Linked DNA regions of Danio rerio: region 2 is linked to region 1. A link is a contact called in public Micro-C data. All regions are on one chromosome and are shown on one strand. The core of a region is the stretch at or near the end of the contact, and the rest is flanking DNA. Distances in the headings are between cores, read along the strand shown.

Region 1 (5,724 bases), core at 599-3,098:
TTTGAGGAAATTAATGAATTTAATCCATTTTGGAATAAGGCCGAAATAAAAAAATGTGGAATAAAGTGAATGGATACTATGAATACTTTTCAGATGCACAATATAGCAGAATAAAAAATATTGCAATGTTACATTTTTCCAGGAACATGCAGCCCTAACTCCATGTGAAAAGAATACTATAGTAACTTAAAATTCATAGTGTAGTGCTTTTAAAACTCTTTGTTAATTATGGATACAGCAGCATTCCATATTATTAAAACTATATAATTATAATAAGTTTGTTTTATCAGAACTATAGTAAACACAGAAATACTGTAGTATAGTTTAGATTTTACTACACTGTAAAACCCAAAAAGTTAAGGTAACTCAAACCATTCGAGGAAACTGATTGCAACAAACCATTTAAGTTAAAAAAACGAATCCTAATGAGTTACTGTAACTTGCTCCATTTGAGTAAAAGAAGCAATTTAAGCACAGTAAAACCCAGTAAATGGAGAACTTAAACCAACTGTGTACTGTAAAACCCAATAAGTTAAGGCAACTCAAACTGTTTGAGAAAATCGATCGCTACAAACCATTTGTGTTAAAAACTGATCTCTACGAGTACTGTGAACTTACTCCATTTTTAGTTAAAGTAATGTGGTATTTAATTAACTCATTGCCTTCAATACGGAGTTTAAAACTCTTTTCAAATGAGTAGAATTATCTTTCAGTAAATTTTGAGTTAACTACACTCATTTCATTTGAGAAAGTTCACTGTTGAGTTTTACAGTGTACTCATGGACGATAACCAGTTTCAAAGTTTACCGCAGTTTAGAACAGTTTAGATTTTAAAACCACAACATTTTCTATTATTATTATTCCTTTTTAACATTTTTTACTACTACTTTATGCAGGCTTTTTAGGGCAACAGTATATCCAGCATAAAAGTCCACTCCACATCAAGAGTCAGCCAATGATTCAGGAAACATCTGAAAAACAAATCACTTATACAGCAACATCCCAACATGCTATAGACCTGAACAGTGCGGTGGTTTAATGTACATTCAGAGAAAAAAAGATACACAATGTCTTTTCAGGTTGTGAGGAAATCTGTTTTTGAAACTAACGAAGAAAGCAAAAGTCAATGATTTATTTTAGTTAATAAGACTGACATGTGTACAGTTCCAACATTATGCACGTTTTCTAAAATGAAAAACATTGGGTTCAGTGTGGGAAAGGTTTTTTTTTTTGCACACATTTAAAAATATCTTTTTAAAGCAGTAACGTTAATCCCAATACTGTGAAGGTTATCATGCCGTCAGAATCTTATACCTACATTTAGTATTTACTACAGTAAATTGTGTTGTATTGTGGTAGAATTTAAGTTGTACAAATTGTGTAATTTGATTATGATTTAGATACTTTACTATAAACAATACAGCATTTTTCAAGTGGGAAAACCAAAACTGACAATATTTACTTTATTTTACTACGTAACCAAACACGCACGATCATGCACAACTTAATAGGGTAAACATCTCGAACATCTATGAAAATAGCACCCCCAATCGACATCAATACAAAGCGTTTTGATATGAAGAATATGATCATGAATAAGTCCTCATGAATAATTAATTAGATATAATGATGCTACTGAACGCCAGTGACAGTGTTATAAAGCTGTAAAAACAGTCGTAACGTTAAGTTACCTCTCTGGATCCCGTGGAAACCTGAAGAAAGCTAAATCGGATTGGGTGCTTTTCCTAGTACAGTTCGGAGCGGCACAAAAATTTGGCATTGTGTCTGATCTGATGAAGACTAAGTTTCTATTAGTTACGATGACACTAAATTAATCATTTCAGCGTTGCAAAAACTGAACTAGGCGCGTAACTATGAGGCACTAGCATTGTTGGCGTGTCTACCCACAATGCAAGTCGCTTAGATCCCACAATGCATCAGCCATACTGAAAGCGGTTGATATTTACGAATCGCTCTTTTGATTCGGATCTTTTCAGTGAATTGTGGAGCCAGATCAGTCTCATAAATAAAATTTTGTCAAATAAAAGTCATACATCCGCAACAAAATTCACATTCACAAAATCCAATTCGTAAATTCAAAACATGATTTATAAATATGAAAATCCAGTTTATTTGGTGAAAATATTAATGGTTTTTACTTTTTTACAAATTAGATTTAGTTGTGCTGGGCATGTAGTATGAATTTCATTTTGTAAATGTAACGTTATTATTTTTGTATGGAAGGTAATTCCAGCGATTTTATTCATTCATTCATTCATTTTCTTGTCAGCTTAGTACTGAGTAGCTTAGTACTGTTAATCTTGGGCCACCACAGCAGAATGAACCACCTACTTATCCAGCATATGTTTTACACAGTGGATGCCCTTAACAATTATAAAACTGTTCGCAAAATATCTGTCAAATGAAAATTGAAATTATTAAATTTTAATTTTCACTGTGTGACAACACCATGTCCTTGTAAAATTGATAAATAAAAAGAAGTTGCCGGTTTAACATTTCATTTTCACTGCATTTCCACGCCAAGACTGATTAAATAATTTAAGTTCATTTTCAATTTCGGCAGATATTTTGTGAACAATGTTTTTTAATGAAGGTGTTAATCTGGTTTTATTTGGATTTTCAATGTTTATTTATTTGGCGACGTCACACCTCACAGCAAGACGGTTGCTGGTTTGAGCCTCGGCTGGGTCAGTTGGCATGTGGGGAGTTAGCATGTTCTCCTTGTGTTCACGTGGGTTTCCTCTGGGTGCGGTTTCCCCCACAAGTTCAAAGACATGCAGTACAGGTGGATTGGGTAAGCTAAAATTGTCCAAAGTGTATGTGTGTGAATGAGAGTGTGTGAGTGTTTCCCAGTGATGGGTTGCAGCTGGAAGGGCATCCGCTGCATAAAACATGCTGAATAAGTTGGCGGTTCATTCCGCTGTGGTGACCCTGGATTAAAGGGACAACAACACAGAAACACACAAGAAACACCAACTAAGTAGAGAGTCGAACCAGCGACCTTCTTGCTGTGGGCAACAACACTACCTACTGCGCCACTGCTTGGTAGTTGAAAATGTAAAGTTTATAATACAAATACAAGCAGCCTGAAGCAGGCCTGTAGCCAGGGGGGTTCTGGTGGTTCCGAAAATCCACCCCACCCCTCACTGACAAACGTCCAGAATTTGTCTAATTTTTGTCCTTCCAGCTGCAACCCATCTCTGGGAAACATCCATACACTCATACACTGCAAACAATTTAGCTTACCTAATTCACCTATACCACATGTGTTTGGACTTGAGGAGAAACAGGAGCACCTGGAGGAAACCCACGCCAACACGGGGAAAACGTTCAAACTCCACACAGAAATGTCAACTGACCCAGCCGGGGCTCGAACCAGCGACCTTATTGCTGTGAGACAATCGTGCTATGAGGCAAACCATGCTGCCTTAAATGACAATAGACTTGTGTTTAATTGAAAACTGATTCATTTTTTTTTCTCTAATAATAGATGATGGGATAAATTTGTATTTTAAAATAAGTATCTTTTCATATTTCTTTATTTTTTATCTAGAAAATATTTTTGGAATTTTGGTACATGAAAAAGTGTGGTTATGACTATCCAACAAGCTAATCCAGCTAAAAATAGTACTTCAAATGTATTTAAATCACATTTTAATAGAAAATGAAGCGTATAACTGTAACAAGGTCCACTTTTTAATAAAGTTTCACCAGGCTGGTTATAGTCCTGACATGTAGAGGATATAATAAAAGTACCCGTGCCTCTCCTTTCAATCAAACAGAGCGAAAATTCTTCAACTTTCTGACCTTGCATGATCCTCTGGTGTAGTAGGACCTGTAAATCCTGTAGATGGCAGCAAAGGCTAGGCGTCTTAAGAACAGACCCTCATTCCCTTACATACATTTTCAGCACAAGCTTGTTTGATACATTTAGTTTGGCAGCGATTGACATGACGGCAACTTGGCCATCTCTGTCCTCAACTTACTAGTAAGATGATTTGAGATTACCCCACATTATCCAATATTTAATCTACAATAGGAAAGATGGAATCGTACTGATGAGTGATCATTAAGTAACGCTAATATAATAAGGATTGCAGTAATCACAAATATGCACAATTTTCTTTAAATCAGGCCTCAAACTCAATTCCTGGAGGCTTGCAGCTCTGCAGTTTTGCTCCAACCCTAATCAAACACAGCTGATCCAAATAATCAAGGTGTTCAAGACTAGAGACTGTCAAGCAGGTGTGAGTTGGAGGTGGCTGGAGCTAATATGCAGAGCTGCGGCCCTCCAGGAATTGAGTTTGAGAGCATTGCTTTAAAACACTTACCTGCCGGTGTTTTCTAGGACATTCATGTTATTTATATGACAGTGCTCGACTCTTAGAGAGTTAAAGTGACAATTAAAGAAACACTGGTGTTTTCCATTAGCATTTGATGCTGTATAAATGTGTTTTATTGTTGAAACAGTTCATTACGGGTGGTACTAAATTTGAAGTTTAAATTTTGGGGTTGTGTGCAGGCAGCTTACTGTGTAAAATTGAGTAATAAAGCTTTTATTATAGGTAGAGGTATGAATTATAACTTTAATTTTACTTTTATTTTTGAATGTTTATTGTTTGTGTACAGTGCTGTTGTTAAGAAATAAGTAAGCATTGAACATTGTAGGTTAACATTATTTTTTTAATTAACAGTTAATTCATTTAAAAAGTTATAACCACTAAAAAGCCAAATTTTATTTAACAGAGGTTTAAAAGTGTTACTTTTCTTCATTGTCATAGCGGCATGCAGCGCGTGATTTCATAATTACATCGTGACGTAAAGAATCACTGAATCTGAACCAATGAACTGTTCGAAAGAACCGAACACAGTGCCATGACGGAGAATCAAACTAGTCTGATCTCTGTATTTAGATCAATGGTTCTTTGTAAGCAAAACGACGTATATTTCAGTCGGAGTTGAGCACGTAGCATTTATTTTGAACCATGTGAGGTCAAAGCAAATTCATATTCGGAAGTAAAAAAAAAAGGTGGGCTCGTCCGGGATTTGAACCCGGGACCTCTCGCACCCGAAGCGAGAATCATACCCCTAGACCAACGAGCCGCGCAATATTTATCAGAATTCCCGCCACTTAAACATCCACTTACTGACTGAAAAAGTTTAATATCCGCCAATTTATTTTTGAGTTTTTGATTTTTTGGTGTATTGATTTGATAATCCGCAGCAACTATTTTAACAGGTTTATAATGAAATGTTTAGATTCGATGTGGTGAAGCAACAAGCCATGGAATAAAGAAAAAAAGCCAAGAGCGCGTCAATTAAGTTATTTTTTATATATCATACATAAGACTGTTTGAATATAATACAAAGGGCATTTTCATATACACAGCAAAGTCTTGACTAGAGCTTACAATCTGTGGACACTTATCCTTTCCCCATGCTGTTCAATTATATAGTGCATGTTGCATGAAAAGGGTCAAGAAAATATGAAAACTCAAAAATAATAATCAGAAGGCAGAAGAATGTTGAATTAAAAAACATGATCTTGTGTATCAGTGACAATTACCTAGAATGCATTTCTAAGAAAAGGGGAGAAACAGACCTAGCAAACCATGAGCATTATAAAAAGTGTGGACACACACACATGCGTCATACCCTGTGAAAAGATTCCTTCGGTACAAGTCATAAGCCCTACCTTTAATG
Region 2 (5,704 bases), core at 544-3,043, 220 kb before region 1:
TCCCTGGAAGATGTTCAGGCTGGACCACGGGATCAATACCATCTGCTCAGGATAAGGCCTGGTCCAGGATTATGGACACCTCCATAAAAAGAAAGAAAGAAAGAAAGAAAGAAAGAAAGAAAGAAAGAAAGAAAGAAAGAAAGAAAGAAAGAAAGAAAGAAAGAAAGAAAGAAAGAAAGAAAGAAAGAAAAAACAAAAAGAAAGAAAATAAGAAATGATTGTGAAAATGTTATCAAATAATATTGTAAAGGCAATGTTTTTAATAAATGTGTAGTTTATGTTGTTACATTACAGAGCTCAGCATAAATAAGATCACCAGCTTTTGAAAATGCATCTTTTTGTCAATATCTCAGTGAACATATCTTTGAGCTGCATTTAAATGGAAGAGTTACATTTATTTCGAGTTTAGTAATTTATTAAGGAATTCAAGAATAATTAATTTAAATTCAAATGAGTTGTTGCAAAAAAAAATGCAAACAATTATATTTAATGTTTCTCTTGATTTTTCCTGTCTATTACAAGTTTTTTTTTTTTAGTTAGACTGGGTCCAGTTTCGGCTTTGGTACTCATTCATTGTATTTTATTGTAAAGCATCTTATAGAAAATATTCATTTAAAGGGGAGCTCTGTGAGGGGTGTTCTCGTGTTTTTCAAGTATAAAAATACATTTCACTCCAATTCATACAGTTATGAATTAGTATGTCATCGGTTATCAGTGATGATATTTTTAACAAATTAATACATTTTAAAATAATTAATATTAAATTTGTCTTATCACAATTGCACAGACGGATTATGTTTGACTGATGTATGTAAACTTGATCAACAAACACAAAAAATGTGAGTATTCATTTGTGGTCGCTGAAATAAAAGATATTTTTAATACTTGTGAAATATTTAATGCTGAAATAAACTGATTTAAAAAGTAAAAAAAGAAGTTCAGCCAAGCATAAAATAACCTAAAATTTTAGATAGTTTTTTTAGGGGTTTTCATAGCTTGTGCATCAAAGGGTTAAACTTTGTATTTATTTAATATGAATTTATTCATCACCACATTGTTTTTTTGATCTATTGAAATTTTGAAAATTATAATAATATTTTACTGCCTCTTTCCACCCAAGTCAATATATATAACAATATAACAATATATATTGGGTTACTTTGCGTTACTTAGTTAATTTTTAAGTATGTGAAATGTTAAAGTATGTGTTAACTTATTTCTAAGTAAGTTATTTTTTAGATTGAAAATGCAATATATATATTTATATATATATATATATATATATATATATATATATATATATATATATATATATATATATATATATATATATATATATATATATATATATATATATTGTTATTGCTATAATATATTGTAAGGTAAAAATAATTCATCCCTCTATATATATATATATATATATATATATATATATATATATATATATATATATATATATATATATATATATATATATATATATATATATATATATATATATATATATATAATCTTTTGTTTACCCAACACTGCTTTTAAGCATTAAATAAGTATACATGTTTGGTCAGCGTTAGACAGATCTATTTCCCTAAAAGGAGTGATTTGACAGCTCTGTTGGTGATGAGTCGACTCTTTTGGATCTTTGTGGAATCCAGCATCGACTCTTTCCTCTCGCGAGTCGCGGCGCTGCCAATCGCAGGCGAGTAGAGTAGAGTAGAGCAGCCTGGAGTCGAGTGTAGTGGAGTTGTGTCCCTGTGGCCGCCATTAAAGGATGCGACCAATGTATTCAAACAAACCAGTGAGACACAGCTGAGCGCTGCACGGCACAGCCTCTTTTAACTGCGCTTTTTAATCCACGACGCTACACTTTTTATCACCAACTTCTTCGCGAATGGCCGTCAACGACAGCCCGACAACGACCTGAAGAGGAGAGTGTGATTTTAGCGAGATTTACAGCTGAACTCTTCTGTCTTGAACTGTTTGTTGCTGCCTCGCTTAGCCAAGGCTAACATCCAGCTAGCCTGATGCTAGGCTAAGCTAAAGGGGGAGGGCTGAATTCACCTCCCTACCCCCTCGGACTGCTGTACTTGCATATTATTTAATGTAGCGAAATCCGCGGGGAGAACAGCATATCTCGCCGCGGATCATGGTAAAGTTTTTAGCGCATTTTTCTTGGTAACGTAAGCGAGTAACCTCTAGCGGAATAATAGCGGAGCTAAGCTAATTAGCTCGCTGGACGCGGAGCCGTCCTGCTGATTGTGTCCGAGACACGGAGACCCGGTCCAAAAGCCTCGATCGCATCATCTGTTCCTGGGATCTGAAAGAGAGGATGGCTCGCCGGACTGCGCTTTGATGATGAGTTCTTGTTTTGTACCCAACGGGGCGAGCCTGGAGGACTGCCACTCCAATCTATTCTGTCTGGTAAGAGATCAACTGACTGTGGGCCAGAAGCCATTTTTAGCCGGCCAGTCAATCAAACAGAGGCCTGTTGCTCTTTATACGAACTAAACACCCGCTTTATAAACGTATGTTAGGCGTTCAGGTGTGTTATGGTGTTGTGTAAACGGAGGTTTGCGTGTGGGATGCGGCTTTGTTGTGTTATTTGGGTCGTGTTTGCTAACGTTGGTAAACACTTGCTGAACTTACTGACTGGAACAAGTAGTTGGCATGAAGTATCTCTGAAGTGGAAAAACAGCTTCAGGGAAAGTGATGATGTACAACAGCAGCAGTGCAAAATCAAGACGCTGCAAGCATAACAATTGGTTATTTTGAGATTTCTTTCATAACCACTACTTTTCAGTGTTTATCTCGTCGCAAGTGTCTTTTAGTTCTCATCTACAAAACATTTTCCTCTTAGAAGGAGTCTGGATTTTTTAGTTCAGTAGCACTTGCAATGACTAAACTTTCCCAATTATATTCTTATCCTTTTTATAGCTTTGAGAGAGAGATTTATTTATATAGTCTATAGTAGCCAGATTTTTATATATATATATATATATATATATATATATATATATATATATTTCTTGGTTTGCTTATGGAGTGGTAAAAATATAAATTTGTAAATAAAATTATGACATAAAAGGTAAATATTTACGTGATGTTGTTTGCATGTTTTGATCATGTGTTTCATCACTTGTTTACAAGTCAAATTTAATTTGAAAAAGTGTTAATATTTTTTTACAAGAAAAATATAGTATTCACAATAACATGATTTAAAGCACAGATGCTCAATGTATGACCTGCGGGCCAAAGCTAACCTTTGATTTGGCCCACCATTCCATCTGAGAATGATAGAGAGGGTTGGGGCAATGCCATTATTAGAGATCCTCATTTTCTAATTTGATGAAGAGATGGACGATATTGCAATAAAATGATCACAACATGTCCGTGTCACATGCTTAGTCAGCTACATTTTAATAAAAATGTAGCGCTTCATAACAAAACTTCATACCATCCTTATTTTATCAATATTGACAGTGGTGTTCGGTCGATAAATAATAATTTTATCGCCCAGCCCTAATTTAACATAACTCTTTTTGTTTGTTTTATTGCTTGGCCTTTTTCAAGTAAACTGGAAATAAATGTTTAAATTAAATGTAAATGAATCTAAGTTTTTAAAATGTAAATACTGTCACACGATGAATAGAGGGCCATGAAGAATGCATCGGCGAGCAAATCAAGGCATAAACTAGTGTAACTCCATTCTTTTATAAATTAGATTTTTTTAGTTTTTACTGTAATAAGTTCATATATACAGTATAAACTGTACTAGTTAATATAAAGCAATGTTTTTTTTTTTTTTTTTCAAATATTGTTACATTAATTAGGAAATTACCCATGGCATCTATATTTACCTTTGGCCCACTAATAAAGTTTGGATTTCGACCCTTCATAAGAAAAAGTTTGGGCACCTCTGATTTACAGCAATATCAAGAAACTGAAATATGTACACATTTGCATCTTTGTGAGAAATTGTAACATGATTTCCCTTAGTTAAATAAGAATATTATTAGAACTAACATTTATTGTTGGACAAGCAAGTGATGTAAAAGTTCTGATTTTAAAAAGTATGTATTTGATCATATAGCACTGATGCATCACCAAAAAGAAGCAGGAATTTTAAGCTGACTTTGTTCAGATTTTTGTTTTAAAATGATTTCATACAAGTTCATTTATGCATATAAACTTTATTTGCACAACTCTGTCATTTCAGAATACTTGTAATGCAAAATCTGTCTTAATGTACTGTAATCTACTGTGTATGGCAATATCTGCTAGTTTAAGGATAGTTTGTTATTAAAGTGTAAACAGTTGAGGTATTGCCTGTCATTAGGTTGTTACATCCTGATTTAAACTGTCTATGAACTTAACAACAACAACAACAGATGATACTAGACAATTTAGCATAGTTTGTGCTCTGTTTTGTCTGTCATGAACTAAATACCTGCATTGGTTAAATAGTAAAGTAGGTTGAACTTTGCATGCATAATGTGCAAAAATGTACGACTCATTTTCCTATTTACACTTATGATGGTTTCTTCAATTCATAGTTGTAGATTAATCTGTGAACTAAGAATTCATGACAAGCTTCCTGTCAGTCTGCCTTTTTTTCACTTCCTCTTTGCACCAGGCTCTCATATTTGTATGGTCATATTGGATAAATTGCTAACATTTAATGTAACCAGGTCAGACTGTCAACTTGTTTGAAGTGACATTTTATGCAGATTAGTTATGTCATCTTGTCATTTGGGGTTTTAAAAAGATCATTAATTATTGATTTGATTTGATATTGAGATATTGCATTGTTATAAATGATTTATCAATGCACTTTATTATAACGTAAATTAAAATTCACACAACCTCATAATATTACCTTCCTTTCCAACCACCTGACTCATTCACTGTCACTTATTGATATCACAGCAATAGCACCCCAATGAGAGTGATCCATGGATTCAGTTAATTCATTCTCAATGGGCAAATTCATGTCTCAGACCAATTTTTTTTAGTTTCGCTAGGAAATAGGGCTGCACATTATATTGTTTTAGCAGTATAATATATATATATATATATATATATATATATATATATATATATATATATATATATATATATATATATATATATATATATATATGTATATATATGTATATATATGTATAATATATATATATATATATATATATATATATATATATATAAATGTATAATATATATATATATATATATATATATAAGATATAATATATAATATTGCAATGTCATCATTCGCTATAGTCACATCGCGACTGCAATGTTGAGTCTGGATTACAATTTATCTTTTTTTAATGTGTTTTTTTTGAGGCCTGTGACTCTGTGGGGGTTTTAAAAGCATTCAGGCATTTAAAAGTGTACTGTTTGGTTAATTTAACTGTGAATTTTATTTTATTGCTTTGTTTATCAAACGGAGACTATGCAGTATTATTTTATATTTGATTATTCAGTTACTGTATACCTGAATAAATTTCGACTCTTCGGAAAACAATAAAACACTGTTTGTTGCTTGTTAAATTGTATGCAGTCGCCTAAAGAATCATCCCAATCAATCTAAAATTATTATATTTTTACCAAACAGCTTTCCAACTAATCTAGTGAAATTGTATTCATATCGCAATATATATAGAAAATGATCTATTTTCAATAAAAAAAAATTGCAATGTGT

The links. Hi-C and Micro-C count contacts between places; a contact is called where the count stands out from the background.
Region 2: a Micro-C map of caudal fin shows a contact between it and region 1, with 13 times the contacts expected there. The contact joins the promoter of med13b here to the promoter of thap12b in region 1. A contact is called at or near these places in 5 of 18 Hi-C or Micro-C datasets (caudal fin, embryo, hematopoietic stem cells and 1 more) and 1 of 4 datasets of contacts at active chromatin or transcription factors (embryo).

The regions. Positions count from the first base shown.
Region 1 is chr15:22,351,933-22,357,656 of GRCz12tu, reverse strand. thap12b (THAP domain containing 12b) reads right to left here and starts at 1,848. Exons shown (of 5, transcript NM_001002680.1): 1 at 1,692-1,848. The coding sequence starts at 1,780. It overlaps dyrk1ab (dual-specificity tyrosine-(Y)-phosphorylation regulated kinase 1A, b), which reads right to left. Exons shown (of 11, transcript NM_001347831.1): 11 at 5,336-5,724. trnap-cgg (transfer RNA proline (anticodon CGG)) reads right to left here and starts at 5,124; the gene lies at 5,053-5,124.
Region 2 is chr15:22,576,827-22,582,530 of GRCz12tu, reverse strand. med13b (mediator complex subunit 13b) reads left to right here and starts at 1,793. Exons shown (of 30, transcript NM_001083838.2): 1 at 1,793-2,421. The coding sequence starts at 2,353.